Regions from separate parts of the Ovis aries genome. Here region 1 is linked to region 2. The links are chromatin contacts, called in public Hi-C maps. All regions are on one chromosome and are shown on one strand. The core of a region is the stretch at or near the end of the contact, and the rest is flanking DNA. Distances in the headings are between cores, read along the strand shown.

Region 1 (4,138 bases), core at 734-3,233, 170 kb before region 2:
GGGGACCACGTGGGTGTTACCCAGCCTGGCCCCGAGCAGAGTCACTGGGGGGAAACTCTGAGCTGCAGGTTGAGAAAGAATGCAAAGGATGAATCAGAGGTGGAAGTAATGCCAAGAACAGGGAAACGGCATCATGAGATCGTAATGGAAACTGTTTGGTACAGTTTAGAAAGCAGAGGGCAAAAATGGTGAAGGTGGAGAGTGGTGTGGAGGCAGGAGACTCAGTGAGCAATGTGTGCTCATGGGGTTTAGCCACGTGGGAGTCCCCACTGCTGAGAAGGACCGCAACATTAATGGATAATGAGGGTTCACAGGGTACCATGGTTGGGGTTCTTTGAAATTAAACAGAGGCTTCCTAGAGATGCCACACCTTCGTTCAGAGCACTAATTCTCAAACGATAAACTCTCAGATGGTGCGGTGAGCCTGGAAAGGGAGATATTTGCAGTCCCTAAAACTGGACCATAAAGCCCCTTGATCTTCCCTTAAAACCAGACTTAATAAGAGAAGTAGGATCTGGAGGGCGGGGGTTATTGAATACGACAAAAGGTGAAAGGTAAAGCTAGAGACAACAGCTCGAGAGCTGTGAGTGAAGAAGGAGGTCTAACTCTGTGCTTGCATAACCATCCCTTAGAGCAGAGAAGGGTGCACGTGTGCCCTGGGACTCTGGAGGGCAGGGCCTGAAGGCATTCCTTGAGAAATCTGAGGTTCTGAAACTGGTGGTCACCAGTTTCAGAGAAGAGTGAGAGGCCAGGGGAAATAGGTGAAGGGATTAAGAGTTACAAACTTCCAATTATAACATAAACAACTCACAGGAATACAATGTACAGTACAGGGAATCCAGTCAACAACATTGTAGCAACTTTGTATGGTGACAGATGGTTACCAGACGTATTGTGATCCGTCCATGATGTATATAAATGTTGAATCACAATGTTGTTTGCACCTGAAACTAGTTTAATATTGTATGTCAACTATATTTCCATTTATAAGCACTTAAGTACATAACAATTTTAAAAAGTAAAGGTTCTTGTGGCACCTGCCCTCTTACCTGGGAGGGGAAGGGCTGCATCTCAGATACTGTGAAACTGAGGACCCTTGATTGGCAGCTGCTGCTGCTTTTTTTTTTTTTTTTGTATTGGAGTATAGCCGATTAACAATGTTGTGATAGTTTCAGGCGAAGAGCAAAGGGACTCAGCCATATATACACACGTATCCATCCCCCGCCCCCCTCACCAAATTCCCCTCTTGGGGGCTGCTTCTGGGGAACCCCTGACTCTGAGAGTGGCTTCCAATGGACCTTGAAACCCACACAGTCCCTGGGAGCTTCCTCAGGAGTCAGCAAAGCCAGGGTGGCAGAGAGAACTACCAGCTCCCTCCCTGACACCTCTCAATCGTGGCGTTTAAGAATCTCCCTGACAGTTTGGCAACACTCTAGGTAAAGGCGGCAGAGCTAATTTGTTAATCTGCCAGAGCCTCGTCCAACATCCTTCTGTGCGCTGACACCCGAGTCCTCGGAAGGCACTAGCTCAGCCGCAGCTCGTCTGCTGCAACTAAGCCACGGCGTTCTCTGCATAATTCATCTGTGCATGAAATGGAAGCTTAATAGCATAAGTAAAGCGCTAAGCAGAAATTGGTGGTAAATGTCTTCTTTAAGTCTTAAAGATAGACTCTACTTCACTCATAAAGCCCAACTTGGTTGTACTTAATGGCATAAAATGTTTTTCTCTGAAGCTATATCTACTGAGTGATTTTTGATCCCCATCCCGCCGCCCTTTACCCAGCCCTTGCCTGCTGAGATGGTCCATCACCCTCTTGGCCTCCCTCGCCATCTCTTTCCACCTGGCACTGAGCCCTGCATCCTCACAGGACCTCATACCTACCCCCAGGGGGCGCTCTAGCAGCAGAGGCTGGAGGCACCTAAAGGCTAGGCGCAGCCAGGCCTGGAGGTTTTTGACATATGGGTGGCTGAGACCCGTGAGGTTCCAGAGTGAGCACAGACGGGCATTAGCATCCATCCTGGGTCAGGAGCTGGAGAGCTGGAGGAGTTGACCTCTATTCGTGCAGAATCAGGAATGCCTCTGATGAGCCTGTTCTCAACAGATCAGCTTGCGGCTGAGCTGCGCCTATGCACAACTTGGTAGGTGCTGCGATGAATCTGACTCCAGCAGAACTGACCTCTTGCATTGTGAGTTTCATTCCGGCTATCTACTGCTGCACACACAAAAATTAAAATACAGTGACTTGATACAGTCACGAGTCACATTCCCCCTGACAACAGAACTTTTGAGCCTTTTCATGCTAGAAGAATGCCTGCTTTGTTCTGACCTTAAGTTAGTTATAAAGCTTCCCTGTCTTTACGAGGCACAATGCCTAATTACTGCTAATTCATTCCATTCTGTTTCCTTTTTCCTTAACGGTAGGTGAGGAAAGGGAAGTCAGCCACAGTGAAGTGATCCTTCGAGTCATTGTTTCTTCAGGGCCTGATTCCAACCGCAGGATAGTAAGCTCTAGGATGGCAGTGGCCTTGTCTGTTTTGTTCCTTGTTGCTAAGCGGTGTGTGGGACCACAGATTCCAGCGAGTGTTAGCCCTCAGCAAGTGGATGGATGAATGAATTCAGCAGCTCTGCTATGCCAGGCACTGTGCTGGGGGCCAGGAATCTAGTAAGGAATAAGATACAGTCCCTACCCTCCTGGAGCTCAGATCCTGTCTCTGTGAGTCCAGGTATATTTCTTGGGTGTTTCTTCCTCAGACCATCTAGGCATTGCTCAAAAACGACCCGACCATATGGGGACCATCTCTCTGTACAACAGCCCAGATGGTGGCTTCACTAGGCAGGATTATTTAGGGGTGATCTTCTCCCAACCTCCCTCTTCTCAGCCCTCACTTAATTACCCAGCATGCCTCATAAATAAAGGGGGGAGGGATTGCCTTCGCCTTGTGAGCATAAATGTTTTCTAAATGATATTGTTCCTGCAGCTTCCGAGAGCCTCGTAAACATGCCTGGCCCTGGATTTATAACCCGACGATAATCCCGTTTAGCCAGCTGCTGAAATCTGCAGTTCTGACCCGTACTCTGGCACCCCACCCCCCACCATCACCCCTCGAAGGGGAACTAGGGGCCAAAGGTGAAAGATCGCAGAGCCTCAGGGGCTGTGCCTGGGGCTGGCCTCCAGCAGGCTGATGCTCTCAACTAAGATGAGTGTTGCTGCCTCTTCCCATTACATCTGCCCTCAAAGCAATGGAGCCAGCCTTCCCCCTGGGCAAACCTCCAGTTCCGTGGCAGCAAGACAGATAGGGAGCAAGAGTACCCTGCACAGCCCTGTTGCTCTCCCTCACGTGTTCATCCCTGCAAAGCCTCTTTAAAAGAACCCAGCCCACCTGTGTCTCTCCTGGGAATGCTCAGATCACTGCAGGCATCAGTGGATGGCTCCAGCATTCTTCCAGCCCCTCTTGCCGACCCGATTTGCAGCTTTTCCGTGTTCAAGACCCTCCCACATGCATTTTGGCTCCATCATTCAGGTTCTTTATCTTGGTATTGACAGCCTGGTTGGGGACCAGCTCTCCCACTTGGCCTCAGAACCTCAACTAACTATGACTTCTGTTCTCTGTGATTTTATTTCAGATGTGTGGATGAGAGATCCGGCAGCCCAGAGGCAACCCCTTGTCTGCTGACCTTCCTGACCGAAGAAGTACCTTGGACTTCAGGGACTGATTACTGTGACACTGAGACCCTGTTGTCAGCATTTCTGGAACGTACATCCTGTTATCTGTGTGGGCAAATGAGTGTCATCCAAATATATCTGAAGCCATACTGCTTCAGCCTCAAGGCCTGGTTTCCTACAGTTCCACATTAAAAAGAAAAACAAATCTAACTCCAAAAGCTGTGAAAAAGCAGTGTAATTTTTTTTTTTTCCCTTAAGGTTCTTGGAGAAATGGCAAAGGGGAACATATATCACATCACACAGAGGAAAGCATTCTCAAGTCCCTGCTTACTCATCCGTCTCTCTGTGGGCCTACCGTATCCAGCAGCAGACTTGCAATATACAGTTAGGCAGGTTGCACACTGCACAACTCGCGGGGGCACCACACACATTTGTAGCTATCATAGATAAGTATTTTATTATTGCAGTTTTCCG
Region 2 (4,102 bases), core at 314-2,813:
TGTTTGTTTGTTTGTTTCCACGTATAAGTGATATGTGATATTTGTCTTTTCTAGTAGTCATGCATGGATGTGAGAATTAAGCCATAAAGAAAGCTGAAGAATTGATGCTTTCAAATTGTGCTGCTGGAGAAGACTCTTGAGAGTCCCTTGGACTGCAAGGAGATCAAACCAGTCAATCCTAAAGAAAATCAACCCTGAATATTCACTGGAAGGACTGATGCTGAAGCTAAAGCTTTGGCCACCTGCTGCGAACAACCGACTTGTTGGGAAAGACCTTGATGCCGGGAAACATTGGGGGCAGGAGGAGAAAGAGGTGACAGAGGATGAAATGGTTGGATGGCATCAGCGACTCAATGAACATGAGTCTGAGTACACTCTGGGACATAGTGAAGGACAGGGAAGCCTGGTGCTGCAGTTCACAGGGTCACAGAGTCAGACACGACTTAGTGACTACCAACAGCAATGATGAACTTATTTATAAAACAGAAACAGACTCACAGACTTGGAGAATGAATTAAATGATTACCAGGGAGGCAAGATAGGGGGAGGGAGAGATAGCTTGGGAGTTTGGGATTGACATGTACGCACCGCTATATTTACAATAGATAACCAAAAAGGACCTACAGTATAGCACAGGGAATTCTGCTCAATATTCTGTAATAACCTAAATGGGAAAAGAATTTGAAAAAGAATACATACATGTATATGCATTACACCTGAGACTAACACAACGTTATTAATCAACTATGAAAGTGAAAGTGTTAGTCACTCAGTCGTGTCCGACTCTTTGCGACCCCATGGACTATAGCGCACCAGGCTCCTCTGTCCATGGGATTCTCCAGGCAAGAATACTGGTGTGGGTAGCCATTCCCTTCTCCAGGGGATCTTCTCGACCCATTGATGGAACCTGGATCTCCCTCATTGCAGGCAGATTCTTTACCATCTAAGCCAGTACTCCAATGTAAAATAAAAAACAAAATTTAATAATCTTTTTAAAAAGTCCTAGGAAGTATGTAGGCTTGGTTCCGGTTCAAACTCATTCTTCAATAGGGGGTTTTCAGAAGAAAAATAGAACACAACTTTGTAATCGCTTTGTGGTTTCATAAATTAATATTAGGGCTTGGTTCAGAGCTCAGCACAGTTGTGTGGTAAGCTGTGGTTTGGGGCTCATGGTCTGGCTGAGGTCCCTGATTGGAATGCCTGGAGAGCTGTGGCTTAGAAGGAGCAAAGGCGCAATCTTCCTCTTGCAGTAGGAGCTCACAGCTGCCTCCAGTTCATCTTGACTCAGTAAGGGGCAGCTCAGAAACGACTCCCCGAGCTAATATATACAGGCCTCTATTTCTTTTCTGCCAGAGTCCTGCATAAATAGCCTCGTCCAGAGTAGCTGTTATCTTAAATAATAATTAAAAAGAGTAAGAGTCACCCTCAAGGAATGGAGGAGGGGAGAGAGCGTCTTTATATTTAGATATTCTGGACTTGATTATAAATCCTAGAGCTTGGCTGCTCTGTGGGTATCTGGCTTCTCTAGGCAGGCCCTCTCTATTTGATCAACCGACTACTGCCATCTAGTGGATTTGGAGGCCTTTGATGATCTGCTGCTGCTGCTGCTGCTGCTGCTGCTGCTGCTAAGTTGCTTCAGTCGTGGCCACCCACCAGGCTCCCCCGTCCCTGGGATCCTCCAGGCAAGAACACTGGAGTGGGTTGCCATTTCCTTCTCCAATGCATGAAAGTGAAAAGTGAAAGTGAAGTCGCTCAGTCACTAGCACCTTAGAAAACAATGCTGGGAATAGATTTTGAGAGAAGCGATGCTTAATTAGGGCAGCAAATCTTCGGGTGGCCTGTAGGTAGGATTATGGCTCAATCACCCTGGAATATCCTTGTGTGTAACTATTCCTCTTTAACATAGATTAAAAGAGAAAAAAGAAAGGTTTAAATATTCATTGCCTGTGGGTCATCAATGTTCTGGAGTTTATTTGGCTATTGAATCAAAACTGCCATTGGGATCCTTACAAAGACTTAGTTAAGGCTGGGGCTGTGGATGGCTTTACTGCTCTGTTCTGAGCTCCCCGTGCAGGCTGCAGTGGCCAGACTGGATGAGAGATGTAGCTATGGTGATGGGAGGAAGCCTTCAGCTAAGAAACAGAAACTCAGATCCCTAGAGCCATCCTCAGAGAGGGTGTGTCAGTCTGTCCGGGCAGCCCTCAGTTCTCAGCCCTCAGGTGGTGGGTATGCCCCTTACTTGAAGAAGGAAGACAAAAGGGGCCAGCCCTGGATTCCATAACTTCCTTCTATGCAAGCTTGTGATTACCTAGAGTGGTTGTTCTGAGGACAGAGCAAATCAAAGAACTGCTGATCTGGAGTTTTCAGGGAGCTTAGGAAAGGAGTCAGGTTAACTACGTAAGGAATCAGCGAATGAGCACAAGTCTGTCTTTAAGATGGACAAGAAACTTGGTAGGAGCCAAAACATTCGAATCAACACTGCAATCCACAAAAAGCATTTGGTTGAGATTTGTAAAGATTTCTCTCTGTTATTGCAGCTTCATTTTCTCCTAGGTTACAGCCAAGCCCTTTCTTCTCTGTCTATTGAGGCTATGAGGTTTCTGTCCAAAGCTGGGAATGGGCCCAAATCACAACGCCCTCCCCAACCCAGGCTTCACTTTTCTCATCCGGAAAATGAAAGTGTCGGTTTGATTACCCTTCAGAAATCTTCCAGCTGAATCTGAATTCTTCAAATCTAAATGTTCTTTTGTAAGTTTTAATTAGTTGGGTTTCAGTTGAAGTCAGGGCCTGGAGTGGACTGAACTCAGGATCTTTTACTAACACCTGGAAGGTCTCCCAAGGAGTGTTCATCCAGAACAGAAGCCTTTGGGGACTAGAATATGAATTTGAACAACCATTGCAGCAAGTGCGTTAAAACCATTTTTGTAGCCCTGGCCTACTGATAAGACAGCTTTCTTTTAATTCATCTTGTAATCTTGATAAGTCATTTATTCACTTAAACTTTGCTTTCCAAACCTAAAAATTGAAAATAATAACCTTCTTTCCTGTTTCCTTCTCAGGATTGGTGCAATCCTGAGATCCATTCAGCTCAGTTCAGTCGCTCAGTCATGTCCGACTCTTTGCGACCCCAAGGACTGCAGCATGCCAGGCCTCCCTGTCCATCATCAACTCCTGGAATTTACTCAAACTCATGTCCATTGAGTCAGTGATGTCATCCAACTATCTCATCCTCTGTCATCCCCTTCTCTTCCTGCCCTCAATCTTTCCCAGCACCAGGGTCTTTTCAAATGAGTCAGCTCTTCTCATCAGGTGGCCAAAGTATTGGAGTTTCAGCTTCAGCATCAGTCCTTCCATGAACAGTCAGGACTGATTTCCTCTAGGATGGACTGGTTGGATCCAAGGGACTCTCAAGAGTCTTCTCCAACACCACAGTTCAAAAGCATCAGTTCTTTGGTGCTCAGCTTTCTTTATAGTCCAACTCTCACATCCATACCTGACTACTGGAAAAACCATAGCCTTGACTAGATGGACCTTTGTTGGCAAAGTAATGCCTCTGCTTTTTAATTTGCTGTCTAGGTTGGTCATAACTTTTCTTCCAAGGAGTAAGTGTCTTTTTATTTCACAGCTGCAGTCACCATCTGCAGTGATTTTGGATGCAGTGATTTGGATTTTGCAATCCTGAGATGCAAGAAGCTAAAAATCTCAGTATGGATTTTAAATGCCATTTTTCTGTTTAGGTTGAATTAAATCTATTTAATATTATAAGTCTCTTCCAGATGATATCCAGCAAACAAACAGCCAAACAGTCCGTGTCTGAAAGATCACAGACTGTCTTTGAGGAAAAAAGCGAGGCCAAGTCTAAGAGAAATCAGTCTTTCTGACCAACAGGGAAATGCTGGCCCTCCTTTGAGCCTCTTCCTTCCAATCCTTGAAGCCTCTTTGCCTAGAAATGGAGCTGGGAGGTGGAGATAGAAGATGGCCTGGAAGCCCCTGGCATCTTGCTTTTAGCAGGTGGTGATGGGAGAGCTGGAACTTATGTCTTCACCCAGAAGATCTGATGCTGCTTCCTCTCCTCCACAGTAAACCTCTCCGTGAAAGAGCA

What was found. Hi-C and Micro-C count contacts between places; a contact is called where the count stands out from the background.
Region 1: a Hi-C map of hypothalamus shows a contact between it and region 2, with 2.8 times the contacts expected there. The contact joins two enhancer-like sites. A contact is called at or near these places in 3 of 16 Hi-C or Micro-C datasets (hypothalamus, skin fibroblasts and tail adipose tissue).

What each region holds. Positions count from the first base shown.
Region 1 is chr15:22,911,001-22,915,138 of ARS-UI_Ramb_v3.0, reverse strand. No RefSeq gene overlaps it. Among named protein-coding and RNA genes, the nearest start is that of NCAM1, 250 kb to the left of the region's middle. Within about 2 kb of position 1,983, at least 12 of the 54 cell types and tissues checked have an H3K27ac peak or open chromatin away from gene starts, as enhancers often do. A contact at or near this core is called in hypothalamus, where this site is marked.
Region 2 is chr15:22,737,327-22,741,428 of ARS-UI_Ramb_v3.0, reverse strand. No RefSeq gene overlaps it. Among named protein-coding and RNA genes, the nearest start is that of NCAM1, 420 kb to the left of the region's middle. Within about 2 kb of position 1,563, at least 10 of the 54 cell types and tissues checked have an H3K27ac peak or open chromatin away from gene starts, as enhancers often do. A contact at or near this core is called in hypothalamus, where this site is marked.